2 separate regions of the Rattus norvegicus genome follow, and region 2 is linked to region 1. The links are chromatin contacts, called in public Hi-C maps. All regions are on one chromosome and are shown on one strand. The core of a region is the stretch at or near the end of the contact, and the rest is flanking DNA. Distances in the headings are between cores, read along the strand shown. Region 1 holds the start of Ier5l (immediate early response 5-like). Region 2 holds the start of C3h9orf50 (similar to human chromosome 9 open reading frame 50).

Region 1 (6,927 bases), core at 1,168-3,667:
CAGCTTGCTGACCCCAGAGCCCACACATCATCCATCCTTGAGAAGGAAGACTGAGAACAGGCAGCAGAGAAGACCCCCCAAGGGGGCCACGCAGGCCTCCCAAAGTGGCAGAACTTTGCCTATCTCCACCCCTCACCCCATCCCACCCCTAGCGCTCACACACACATTTTGAGTTAGTTCAAAACTCACCTTGGTGCCCGGGGGTGCGGCTCAGTGGCGGCTTCAACTGCCTCCGAGTGTGAGACTTCATCATTTGTACTTTATAGTGGTGGCTGGGGAAGGGATGGGTGGGTACCAAGCCCAAGAGAGGGGCCTGAACCCACTCTCATTCCCAGGCTGGTCCCTGGAGCCATCTTCTGTGTCACAGTGCTAAGAGTGACCATGAATGCAAGGAACCAAGAGTGATACCTGCCTCCCCAGGAGCTCTGGAGAATCCTGGTCCTGGGCACTTGGCAAAAACAAACAAAGAAACAATATACAGATGGATGGGTCAGGGGCATTAAATCATTCATCGGGAGATGGGCCAGAGTAAGTGCACTTGACCCCACTGACATATTTCCAGGCACCTATAGAACTGGGTTCAAATCATGCCACCAACTCTCTCAAGTCTCAAGTTTCTTCAGTAAATACTGGGAAAGGACAGCGCGCATTGTGAGCCACAGACTCCTTGGGTTCCAGCTCAGTCCTCCCAGCTGTGGGAGCATCCCACTCCCTTCCTGAACCTGTACACTTCTGAGGTAAATATTCAGGAGGTAGGCAGAGGTATGGCTTTATACCCCCAGGATTCATGAGGGTATATCCCCACCGCCCCACCGCCAAAAGGATGCCAGTCAAGCCTGCTTGTTCTGAGCGCCCACCCCCACCCCCACCCCCACCCCCAGCCCCACAGTGTATCCCTGGCCTCTCTGAAACAGGGTGAGGAGAGCTGTTGTAACAGTTACAACTTCCCAGATGGAGCAGAGAGCACTGTGCCTGGAGCCTGTGATCTCCGACAAAGTCTCTTTAGAGCTAGTGTCCAAGCTTCCTCATCTGAAAACCTGAGCAAACTGTTCCCTGCTTTTGACACTTGCCAAAACTTAAACAATTCATGAGTTCTTTTCCTTAAGACAGCAGCCATGGGACAGAAGTGCTGAGAGGGTCCAAAGACAAAAAGTTTCAGAAGAGCCTTTGATTTGCCATCAGTCATCTCTGTGGATGCTGCTTGCCCCACAAGGGCCCAGTCCTGGACTCTTCCTGGGCCAATTTTCTGACTTAGGTACCAAAAGGAACTTTGAACACTGTGGATGCAGCTTCTGGCTGGCATCTTGTATCATCCCCCACCCCACCCCGCTCCACACCCCTTACTCTCTTTAAGCTTCTCAATGCAAAAAGAGACTCCTAGATATCTTCTCTTTTTCTAATGTCTGTGTCCAATTGGTTGGTAGATAACTCAGAATAAGGACATAAAAATCGAAAAGACCGTGGCCTGGGTACTCCTGGGGCTCAGGATTGCGACCAAATCATAACAGGTTGCTCCACTCAAGCGGGTCTCAAGCCTGGGCTCCAAGAACCTTGAGAGAGGAATTCAGGTGACAGGTCCAAGCTAGGCACTTAGTAAGGGCTTCTACTGTCATTGATATTAAGTTGGGAAAGAAGAGGTCACCCTAAGGGAGAGGAAGCTTGAGGCGGGTTCATGGCCCAATACCCCACCCCCCCACCCCCCACCGCAACCTGGGTAGGCTCACGATCACAAAGCTTCTCTACTAGAGATCAAAATTCACTGGATTTTGAGTCAAACAGAGGGGAGGCCTTTCCTTGACAATTCCCAGAGGCCCCTGGACTAATCAGGTAATCAAGCCCCAAACTCTCTCTTCCAAGAAGATACCCTAGATCCCAGGTGCGCCCCCTCACCACCAGCCTTTCTCGGAAGAAGACTCAGCTCGCCCAGGTTACCCCCGGCCGTGGCAGGTGGAAAAGAGGAGGCGCCGCGTGGCCCGAAACGGGGAACCGCGCGCACCTGCGGCAGGTGAGGCCCAACCATGCGGAAGGGGGCGGAGCCATCTTCGCTGCGCTCAGGTGAGCCGACCCCCAGCTCGCAGCAGCCAGGTCCAGGGTAGCTACGAGTTTCCACGCGGCTCCAAAGAGGCGACCCAAAACTGAGAGCCACGACCTCGGAGGCTCCGAGTCCCACGAGGTGCCGCGGCCCCAGGAGAACATTCGAGGCAGCGGCGGCGTTGGAGGCCCGGGGTCCGTTCGTTATTTGAATAGCACAAAGGAACCGCCTTGGTCTGATTGGCTAGCCAAGTGGCCCCGGGGCGGGCAGCGGCTGTCAGTCGGAAGGCTCTGCACGCTTCTATTGGCTAATCTACAGTGGGGCGGGGCGCTGCTGCCCAGCTAAATAGTTGGGGCCGGGGCCGGCCGAGGCTCATTGCTTTGGCGCCGTCTGGGGAGCGTGAGCCTGCGGGTGGCGCGCAACGCATGGTGGCGACTTCTCTCGGAGTGTCGCCGACCCGCCGACCCGGGCTCGGTTCCCTGTGCCCGGCGCGCCCGGGCGACCAACTGGAGACACACGCAAGCAGCAGCATTCGCAGCACCAGAGGCGGTTGCTCCGCCGCCCGCGTCTCCGCGGGAGCATGGAGTGCGCCCTGGACGCCCAGAGCCTGATCAGCATCTCCCTGCGCAAGATCCACAGCTCCCGGACCCAGCGCGGCGGCATCAAGCTGCACAAGAACCTCCTGGTGTCCTACGTGCTCCGCAACGCGCGCCAGCTCTACCTGAGCGAGCGCTACGCCGAGCTCTACCGGCGCCAGCAGCAGCAGCAGCAGCAGCAACAGCAGCCGCCCCACCACCAGCACCAGCACCTCGCTTACGCGGCGCCCGGAATGCCGGCCAGCGCGGCCGACTTCGGCCCGCTCCAACTTGGTGGCGGCGGGGACGCGGAGGCGCGCGAGCCGGTCGCCCGGCACCAGCTGCACCAGCTCCACCAGCTCCACCAGCTGCACCTCCAGCAGCAGCTGCACCAACACCAGCACCCGGCGCCCAGGGGCTGCACGGCGGCGGCGCCGGTGGCGGTGGCCGGGGCGCCCGCGGGCTGCGCGGGGGCGCTCTCGGAGCTGCCCGGGTGCGCTGCGCTCCAGCCGCCGCACGGCGCGCCCCACCGCGGGCAGCACTTGGAGCCGCTGCAGCCCGGTCCTGCGCCGCTGCCGCCGCCCGCGCCCGCCGCGCTCTGCCCGCGGGACCCTCGCGTCCCGGCCGCCTGCTCTGCGCCCTCGGCGCCTCCGGGGGCTGCTCCTCCGACCGTCGCTGCCTCCTCTCCGCCTGCCTCTCCAGCCCCTTCCTCATCCCCTGGCTTCTACCGGGGCGCGTACCCGGCCCCCTCGGACTTCGGCGTACACTGCAGCAGCCAGACCACTGTGCTGGACCTGGACACTCACGTGGTGACCACGGTAGAAAACGGCTACTTGCACCAGGACTGCTGCGCCTCCGCCCACTGCCCCTGCTGTGGCCAGGGCGCTCCGGGACCGGGTCTGGCGTCCGCCGCTGGTTGCAAGCGCAAGTATTACCCTGGCCAGGAGGAAGAGGACGACGAGGAGGAGGATGCGGGCGACCTGGGAGCCGAGCCCCCCGGGGGCACGCCGTTCGCCCCCTGTAAGCGCGCCCGCTTCGAGGACTTCTGCCCGGACTCGTCCCCGGACGCGTCCAACATCTCAAACTTGATCTCCATCTTTGGCTCGGGCTTCTCGGGGCTGGTGAGCCGACAGCCGGACTCCTCGGAGCAGCCGCCGCCGCTCAACGGGCAGCTGTGCGCCAAGCAGGCGCTCGCCAGCCTCGGCGCCTGGACTCGAGCCATTGTCGCCTTCTAGGGACCCCCCGAGGGCATGGGGACCCTGGGCCCCGCGGGGCTGGGGCCAGACAAAGACTCGGCCAAGGGGTGATAGGGAGCGAGCGGGTCCCGGCCACTCGGGGTTGAGCTGGGGGCGAGCAGAGGCTGATGTTTTATAAATTGTAAAATAAAAAAAAATCTAAAAATCTTGGACTTTATTTTTGCAGAGAAAAAGCCTATTTAAGTATGCTTTGTGTTTATCTTACTCTTTTCCCCCCTTTTTATTGTACTGATTGCAGTGGTGTTTAGCGAGGAGCCTGCCACGTGAGGCAGGGCTGCTGCCCGGAGGAGGTGCCGGGCCGCCGGGGGCGAGGCTGGGTGCCCGGGGGTGCAACGCAGGAGGGCGCGGGGCCCAGGACGCCGATTCTAATCAGTTGTCAGAGCCGGGAAGCCCGACGTTCCGCTCTCCTGAGTGCCTCTCTGGGGTGAGGAACGGGTCTTGTGAAACCCTGAGCAAAAAAACAAAGGCAAACTCTATCTCCAAAAGGGACGTTTCGGTCACATTTCCTCTCTGGGGGCGGCCTCCAAAGTTCTCAAAATGAGAAGGCAGAAATGAAAACACTTCAACTTTTTTTTCTTTTCTTGCCGGGTTGGGCGTCTAGAACCCCTCCTCTCCCCGCCCCTCTGGCTCGGTCCTCCTCCACCCGCCTCGCGGACTCGGGCGGGGGTTAGGGGGGGCACTCTGACACTCTTAGCACAGTTGGGAAAGGGGTGGAGGGCGAGCAGGGCGAACTACATCTCCCATCATGCCCAGCACTGCGGTCCTCACAAAACAAAAAAGGAAGTCGATTCCTTCACCTGGATCCCCGGGAGAGGGAGGGGCCCGGACCGCCGACTGCGCTGGAGACTTTTCGCTTAGCTCCTGGTCAGCTGTCGTGTTTGTGCGCGCTTCTAAGTTACCTTGTCGTGCTTCAGCCTTTGGTCCCATCTCATGAAACCAGCATTGTTCCAGCCTGTGAGAACCCTGTCTGCGTCCTCAGCTCGATAGATTTTGTTTAATTTAAAAGCCTTTTGTTGTGAGAAGGTGAGGTTTGCCTAGTGCCCCCCTCTGGGTCTCTGCCATCAACACCCCAGGGACTCCAAAACAAGTTGCCAACCTTGCCTTCCCGGCCCTTTTTCCTCCTGTGGTTTTGTGCATACTGAATTGTATCTCACCGGGTAAAACTGTTCGGGTTATTTGTTTAAATTTATAATCTTAATAAAAAGTCGATTGTAGAGTGTATGGTGGTTCTTTACTTTTACATGAGCCTAGAGGTGCGAAAACCTAAACACAGACACACGCACACGCACACAAGCAAACTCCAGCTTTCCAGGGCCGGATCTGCCTCCACATCCGCAGGGCCAGGGTTGGGAGTGGGCTCTGTGTGTGTGTGTGTGTGTGTGTGTGTGTGTGTGTGTGTGTGTGTGTGTGTGTGTGTGTTTTCTGGGGATGGAGGCTGGTGCTACAGGTCTACTCCCTACACCCTCCTCACCAGCGGGTCTTGCCCGCTTGGGAACCTGCTGCCCCGGGGTTTCCAGCAGAAAGCTGAAGCAGCCTCCAACATATTTCCCTACAGCACCAGGGTTGCAAGGGCCTAGTTGGCTCCTAGTCTCTGCAGCAGGGAGACTTCTGGGCCACCCACACTCCCTGCCCCGCTCCTCCGACCGCACGTCTCAAGCAAGCAACTTGGGAAGTTTTTTCCTTTCCTTTTTCTTTCTTTTCTTTCTTTCTTTTCTTTTTTTTTAAAGTTGAGTTTGTTATCACTGCTCAGTGCCACTTGGTGGTGTGCTGACGGCGTCTCCCTCCCTCCTCGCGCTCCTCCCCTCTCCTTTTCTGCTCCCTCCCGCCCGCCTCTCCTCCCTCTTCTGTGGATGGAGCAGGAAGGCTCCAGGCGCGCGCTCCCCTCTGACCACCTACGGAATGACCTCAGAGTGGGAGAATGTGCCAAGGCACCGAAGGAAGCTCTGGTTCTTCCCACTGGATCCAAATTCACATCTGGAGCCGCGGCTCCGGCCCCAGGGCACACGGGTGGTTCCAGCCTTGCTAAGGGGATAGGAAAGAACCGGGGAGGCGTGGAGGGCGGTAGGGATGAGATAAAACGGCAGCCTTTGCTGTTTGGGGGTAGCATCTCTCGCAATGTCTCTCGTCTCTGGCTGCCTCCCTAAAGATCTCTCGCTCTCACTGGCTCGCCCCCGTGCTCCCCTTCTGTGCGCAAAAGCTCCCAGCCACCGGCCAGGCGACTCACGCCGCCCCACCCCATAAGCCTCGCTGGGCGAGAGGAGGCGCTGTCGCCCAGCGCCCCAAGCCTAGACGAGAGGCGGATGCTATTCACTCTCAGGGGGGCTGCTCGGCTCTGGATCTCGCTGTCGCGCGTGGGGAAGTTCTTGGGGACACTCCAAAATGCGGGGGCGGGGAGGTCGCGAAGGTCCGCGATCCAGGTTGGGTAACAGGAATGCTCTGGAGGTGTGAGTTACCGGGAGAAAAGACACCTTCACCTCACCCACACACCCCAGGACTGCTCTCGGTCTCCCACGGGAAGAGACGAGCTAAGGAGAGGGTACATCTTTTCCCCCCTCCCCATTTCCCTCTGCAAGTCCAAGGAAATAGCTGTTGGTTGCAGTTTTGAGTCAATCCAAGCCAGTTGCCACGGCTCCCCCTAGCGCCAATTGAAAGGCGCTGCAGCATGTGCGGATGGGAGTGGGCGAGGCGCAGTCGGGGGCGGCCGGGCTGCTGGGGGAGGCTCCACATGCACCCGCGACCTAGCGTCGCGTGCCCACCCAGCCCTGGTCTGAGCAGGGACCCTGAGCCCAGAGCTCTCCCACTCCAGGTCCGCGTGGAGGAGGGCACATGATGGGACGCCTTTGTTGGGAGCGTGGAGCTGGGTACGGCGAGACTCCCCTTGAGGGGCTTGGGACCTTCGCATCTATCCCTGGGACCCGTGTGGCGAAGACCTGTGTGGGGGTGTTTGGGTGCGAAATAAAAGCTCTGAGACTAGCAAGACTACACACTAGGTTCTCTCCTCCCTGCAGGTTTTCTGAGCTTTATCTCAGGACGTATTGGGTACTGGGATCTAGTGAAATTGGGA
Region 2 (6,527 bases), core at 1,885-4,384, 340 kb before region 1:
GTATCCTTGCCTGGCTGAGATCAGTGTTCGTGTGGTTTGTGGAGTGACTCCTGGCCTCCAAGTGCATTTGCACTGACTATGCACATACACACAGATACCCACGTATGCACTTCAAATAATGGTAAATAATAATAGCTCAGATGGTAGAGTGATGCCTAACATGTGTGATACCCTGTGTTTGACACCCCAGTACCACACAGAACCAGCTGTGGCCTGACATTACTGCAATCTCAGCGCTTAGGAGGCAGAGGGAGACGCCCTTCCGTTGGGAGAAGGCTCAGAAGGTCAAGGTTATCTTCCACTAGTGAATTTGAGAGCTAGAGACCCTGTTTTAGGAGAGAAAAAAATAACACAAAATAAACTAAATCAGCTAGGCAGTGGTGTAGTAGTATACGCCTTTAACCCTTGGGAGGCAGAGGACGAGGGAGAGGAAAAGGAGGAAGAAGAGGAGAGGGAAAAAGATTAATTTTTTTTTTTTGAGCTGGGGACTGAACCCAGGGCCTTATGCTTGCTAGGCAAGCGCTCTACCCCTGAGCTAAATCCCCAACCCCAGAAATTAATTTTTAAAAAGAAAAAGAAGGGCTGGAGAGATGACTCAGCAGTTAAGAACACTGGCTGCTCTTTCAGAGGTCCTGAGTTCAAATCCCAGCAACCACATGGTGGTTCACAACCATCTATAAGGAGATCTGATACCTTCTGGTGTGTCTGAAGTCAGCTACAGTGTACTTATATATATTAAGTAAAACTTTAAAAAAAAAAAGAAATTAACAAAGGAGAAAAATGCTCCTCTCCTCCGCTCTAACTTCCTGAGGAAATAGATTCCTCCATCCCTGAATGTGAAGAATGTTAGAGAAAAGGAAGTACATCTTCTATGATGCCTCCTCTGGGCACATTAGTGATACTCACTTTTTTTAATTTATAAAATGTATCATACCTGGATATACTTGTTTCAACTGGACCCTCATCACCCAACCTGAGTTTGGTACTCCCATAGGCTTCCTCCAGCTCTCTCCCATTTGCTCCATAGTTCTCCCAGAAGGAGGGACCCTGTCAGCATCACAGCTGAGAGAAGCAGAAAAGGATGGTGCCTTGGTCCCAGCCCCCTTGTGCTCTTGCTGTCCTAGAAGGATGGGCTTGACAGAAAAAGTCTGCCTTTGCTTCCCTCTCAGTCAAGTACAACCCACTCTGGGTCTAGAAGAGTGGCCCGGTCCTCGTCCTCCTGGGATTAGGCATGGCTGCTCTGACCGGGAGTGCCAAGGCCTCTGTGGGTGTGGCCCTGGCACCCAGGGTACACCAGCCCCACCCTTGTCCCCAGGACACAGTGCCCATTGCTCCCCAGTAGCTGTGGGTAAGATCGGATCACAATGGCTCCAAGAACACATCTAGGTACCTGGGAGAAGCTGTCAGAGGGAGCAGGTGGAAAGATGGGCTCTCCCAGCAAATAGCCCACCTGTTATGGGGCTCTAAACTTACAGGACCTTCCGGGGCCTCACCCAGTAGGTGAGTGTGATATCACCTAGGGACTTTTTAGAGGTGATGACAATCTTGGGAAAGAGCAGGCCTGAGACCCCAGCGTCAAAGCTGAAGGGGACTGGGCCTTTTCTCCCTACCGGAGACTATGCTCACAATGTGTCCTGGCGGGCTCAATGGTGGAACACTTATCTGTGCTATAGTTTTACCAGCCTCTCTGTCTCATCCTCAGCCTTGGGAAGGGAGCACCAAAAATGGTCCTGGTTCCTCCCCAGTTCCACTATCTGCATCTGGGGTGGGAGGTGGGAGAAAGTCGTGTGTGTCTGCAGCTCGGTCCCCATCAAAGTTTACAAACTGCAATTCTACAATTCCAGTAGGAGGTCCAGCCCTCCCATGCCTCCTCCTGCTATGGCTGTAAGTCATACCTGGAGCTGCAGGGGTGATCCAGGTTTATAACCCCAGGACTTGGAACACAGAAGCAGAAGGATGATGGATTGTGCCATGTAGGGAAACCTCCTCAAAAGGAACCGCTTGAATGAAGAGTCAGATACAGGCTTTGTCCTAGTCTCTAGGGGGAAGTTCTCTGGCTGCCCTGAGCTCAGGGCTATTAAGGATGGAAACAAAATGCTAAGACAGTGTTCTCCACCTCCCTAATGCTGAGACCCTTAATACAGTCCCTCATGCTGCGGTGACCCCAACCATATAACTACTTCCATTAGAACTTCTTAACTGTTGCGAATTTAATGTAAAATATCTGTGTTATCTGATGGTCTTAGGTGACCCCCATGACGGGGTCGAAACCCACAGGTTCAGAAACACCATTCAGAATCATATTTTTTGAGACAGGGTCTCACTTAGCCCAAGCTAGCCTTGAACTCGGTGTGTAGCCAAGCACAACCTTGAGTTTATTGTTTATTTTGAAACGGGTTCTTACTATATAGCTCTGACTGGCCTGGAATTCGTATGTAGACCAGAGTGGCCACAAATTCAAAGAGAGGTCTGCCTCTGCCTCCCGAGTGCTGGAGTTAAAGTTGTATCACTACCACGATCAACAATAGTCTTGATTTTTTTGTTTTGCTTTGTTTTTTCAAGACAGGGTTTCTCTGTGTAATTCTGGCTGTCCTGGAACTCACTTTGTAGACCAGGCTGGCCTTGAACTCACAGAGATCCAACAGCTTCGGCCTCCGAAGTGCTGGAATTAAAAGCATGCGCCACAACCTCCCGACAATAGCCTTAAATCTAAAAAAGAAAAAAAAAAAAAAGGTATATGAGTGCTTTGCTCACATGACAGTGCATTATGTCCGTGCCTGGTGACCTTGGAGGCTAGAAGAGACTGGTGGATAACTTTGGCACTGGAGGGTGTGAGCTGTTCTGTATATGCGTTTTGGGAATCGAAGTCCGATCCTCTTGCTAATCCATTCTCCAGCCTCTGCATCTGCCTCACAGGCATGGGCCACCACGCTCAGTTTCTTGCACATTCTAGACAAGCCCTCTCCCGAGTGTGCTAAGTGATAGGAAAAGTGGTCTTTGGCCGGCCGGTGCAGCGAGCTCTGCACTGTGCCAGACGCTCGGCGTGCACTAGCTCATGTTAACGTCACAGCCGCCCCCAAAGAGCTGGCGTCCCCGCCCTCACCGCCTTTGCGCCGGGACACAGCAGGCGAGGGTCCTGCCAGAGCCGGCTTCTGCTGCCCCTTACCGGCGCTATGGCCTGCGGGCTGGCATTCGATCTTCCTGCGGCCCCGCTCGCCCCTGTGCGTCCCCGGGGCGCGAAGGTGTCCTGAGCTGAGCTCTGACTCAGGATGTTCCGGCGCCAGCCCATGGACAGGACCCCGGCTTACAAGCCCAAGGGGTATCCCGACGGGTCCACCCGACGCCGCGCCCTTCAGCAGCTACAGATGCTGCTGCCCACGCTCGACGGCCGTGCGGGGCGAGGCGCAGACGGCGCGTGGTGGCGGGACCGCAAGTCCCAGCACCTGTCTTCCCCGTCCCCCGAGTCCCCGTACGCTTCGCGGGGCCGTGGGGCCCTGCGTGCGCTGCTGCTGCCGCCGCTGCTGCAGAGCAGCTTGACCCGGGAGGCGGGGGCTCGGGGGAACCGGCAGCCGGCGGACCGGGACAACCCTGACGCCCTGGGCACGCTGCTGGGGGAACTGCTGCCCAACAAGTTCCGCCACTTCCTTCACCAGCTGCGCGCCAAGATCGCAGAGCCAGAGGCGGACCGTGAGGCCGCGGGGGTGGGGTGGGGTGCAGAGTCTTGGGGTCCCAAGCGAGAACCCGCTCCATCTCACTGGGCTGTCCTCCCCCTTTTCCTTTCCTTCCTCCTCCCAGCACCCTCAGCGCCACAGTACTCCAGCAGTCCATCCGAGCACTGCCCAGCTTCTCGGTGTTCCAGCAGCTCTTTCCTCCCAGACTCGTGGTAAGTGGAGGGGACCCTCTTGACGAAGGAGGGGTTGCCCTGGGTGCTACCATGATGGTCCTCTGCTCACATCAGCTGTGATCTCTTTCTCTTCAAGGGACCAACCATTGAACTGGGACGACAGTTTTAGAGAGAAGACTACCCTGGGGCTCCCAAAAGGTGAATTCGTCAGAGCCAAAAAGGCCCATCCGTGAGTAGTAGCTGTTGTGAGTACACGCGTGCTAGAGTTTTGTGGCATTAACGCTCTCCTTCCACCTTCACGTGGGCTTGGGGGATGGAAGAGAGGTCATCAGGGTTGCCTGACAGCACTATCTATTGAGCCATTCTGTCATTTCCCCACGCTGTGAGTTATGGGAGCAGAAACAGGAAGGCATCCCTTCGCTCCCTCGTTTCCAGGCACTCACTAATGGATTTATCATGTATCCATCCATCCACTCACCTAGCCATCCTTGAGCGCACCTACCCCTTACTCACAACCAGGTCTTCTATAAGCAACTGTGAATCTCTCCATCCGTCTATCCATCAAAGCATCTAACGGGCCATGAACTCGAACTGCCAGACTGTCAGATAGCCAGTCTTCTGTCTATTCTCAAATCCCCTCTGGTTATAGCTACCTGGTAGCTACCCTTTCATTCACTTAAAAACCCGGGATGCCAATCACTTCCCCCTAGAAGTAAATCCACTCACAAGCTTACATGTTTACCTGCATAACCATTCAGCTTCCTACCCCAAGATTCAGCCATTCAGCTGAGATCCAGACAGGAATCTACCTGCTGCTGAACCCTTCTCTTATCTCAAAGCATGACCCATGTCTGAAGTTTTATACTGCGTATCAAATACTAGAGGAACAGACAATGAGAGATAGAACCAAGAAAGATTCCTGACATTAACCACACTAATGTTTAGTTTCCCTGAACTTGGATCATGGAGAGCTCTTAATAGAGAAGGGAAGGAAACAATAGGTTTAAACAGGCTGGAGCACAAATGTAGGGTGAAGGCAACTATCTGGGGGTTTGAAGACTAGAAAGTTGGGTGTGGTGGTGCACACTTTTCATCCCAGCACTCAGGAGGCTTAGGTAAGCAACTCCATGAGTCAGACAGAGGCCAGCCTGATCTACATAGTGATTCCAGAACAGCCAGGGCTACAAAGTGAGACCCTGTCTCAATCAATCAATCAGCTAATTGATTGATTGATTGATTGATTGATTGATTGATTGATTAAAGGAAGGACCAGATGGACCAGGGAACATGCATACAGAGCAAGCATACCATTACTGTTCCATCTGTATCCATGGCAGACATTACTAATGGATCACTGCACACTTCTCTGTGAGCCTCAGAACCCTTCCTGACACAGTTTTTTAGGATCAGAGTAGAGACTTAGGATGGAGCAATGCCTTAGCAGTTAAGAACACTGGTTGCACTTTTAGAGGACCCAGGCTCAATTCTCTGCATCCACATGGCAGCTCACAGCTGTTTGTAACACCAGCTGTAGGGGATTCGACACCCTCGCACAGACATACATGCAGACAAAACACTAAAATAAATTGCTAAAAAAGTGGAGACTAGAGTTGGACACTTATTTGTATGTAACATTCCTTCAGTGCATTTGATTGCTTCTGTGAGTGATCTTCCCCAGGAAGCATGGTGTCACACTGGCAGGCAGAACCTAGGAGATGTCTAAGCCTCGCCCGCCCGCCGTGTGGCCAGGACAGAGCTGAGGTTCTGCTTGCATACTACTGTGACCCTAACTAAGACCAACGCCTATAGTCAAGTTCCCGGCTGCAGGGCTCTTTGGTGGACAATGAGAAACACACCCTATGCATCCACAAAGAGATGCCACACGATCAGCGGGTATGGGTGTGTAAATACGTGTGCCCAAGGTGATGGTGCAATGGGGCCTTTGTGAATGATCAAGTAACCAGGCTGGCAGCCCAGACCCTGAGGGAGAAATGAACAGGTCTAACATTTTTGTTACATACAAAGATAACACGCCCTTTACGGAGCACAACCCCATTGACAGGCCCTGTTCTAGGTGCCTCCCCACACGGGGTACTCCACTCTCCCAGTTCCTGTGACTGACGGCGGAATGATCCCGCCTATAACACAGCACATGACCGGAAGGAGAAAAGTGAGAAGTGGAACCTTGATGACAGTGTGCCCCAGCTCATACGGCCTCGGTGGCACAATCGAGACTGACAGCTATCGTAACAGCTCGAAGCTAGAGATGTTTCTTCCGTCCGGCATACCTTCCACAGGATGTTCTTGCAGTTCGCCCCATCTCTTCACACCCGTGCTGAGGAAGGGGTGGGGCACCATAATTTCCTTATTTTTATTTCTATCTGCTTATTTGTCAAATCCGTAGCCCAGGCTGGCCTCACACTCGCTAGGTAGCCAAGGATGACCTTGAACTCCTGATCTTTTTGCCTCCACCTCCCATGTGTCCCACAGGCCACACCGTGCCTGGCTTAATCTCCATCACGGAGGAGGAGACAGGTTTCCGTGTGTCAGGACCTCTTGATGGCTGAGTGAAAATCCTGCCCTCTAGCCTGATGTTTGTGAGTGGCAGCTGTGGGCCAGACATCTCTGGGCCTCAGTTTCCTCACTTGTAATTAGGATAGTGGGGCTTTATGGGAAATGCTGA

Evidence for each region. Hi-C and Micro-C count contacts between places; a contact is called where the count stands out from the background.
Region 2: a contact with region 1 is called in a Hi-C map of the A7r5 cell line, with 2.5 times the contacts expected there. The contact joins the promoter of C3h9orf50 here to the promoter of Ier5l in region 1. A contact is called at or near these places in 11 of 12 Hi-C or Micro-C datasets (the A7r5 cell line, the Rat2 cell line, Schwann cells and 7 more) and 1 of 1 datasets of contacts at active chromatin or transcription factors (oligodendrocytes).

The regions. Positions count from the first base shown.
Region 1 is chr3:34,138,947-34,145,873 of GRCr8, reverse strand. It overlaps Ier5l (immediate early response 5-like), which reads left to right and starts at 2,417. Exons shown (of 1, transcript NM_001025041.1): 1 at 2,417-4,008. The coding sequence starts at 2,613. The coding sequence ends at 3,842. It overlaps LOC120101516 (a long non-coding RNA gene), which reads right to left and starts at 2,343. Exons shown (of 4, transcript XR_010064747.1): 1 at 1,891-2,343; 2 at 190-441.
Region 2 is chr3:34,481,349-34,487,875 of GRCr8, reverse strand. C3h9orf50 (similar to human chromosome 9 open reading frame 50) reads left to right here and starts at 3,134. Exons shown (of 6, transcript NM_001100979.1): 1 at 3,134-3,883; 2 at 3,981-4,073. The coding sequence starts at 3,270.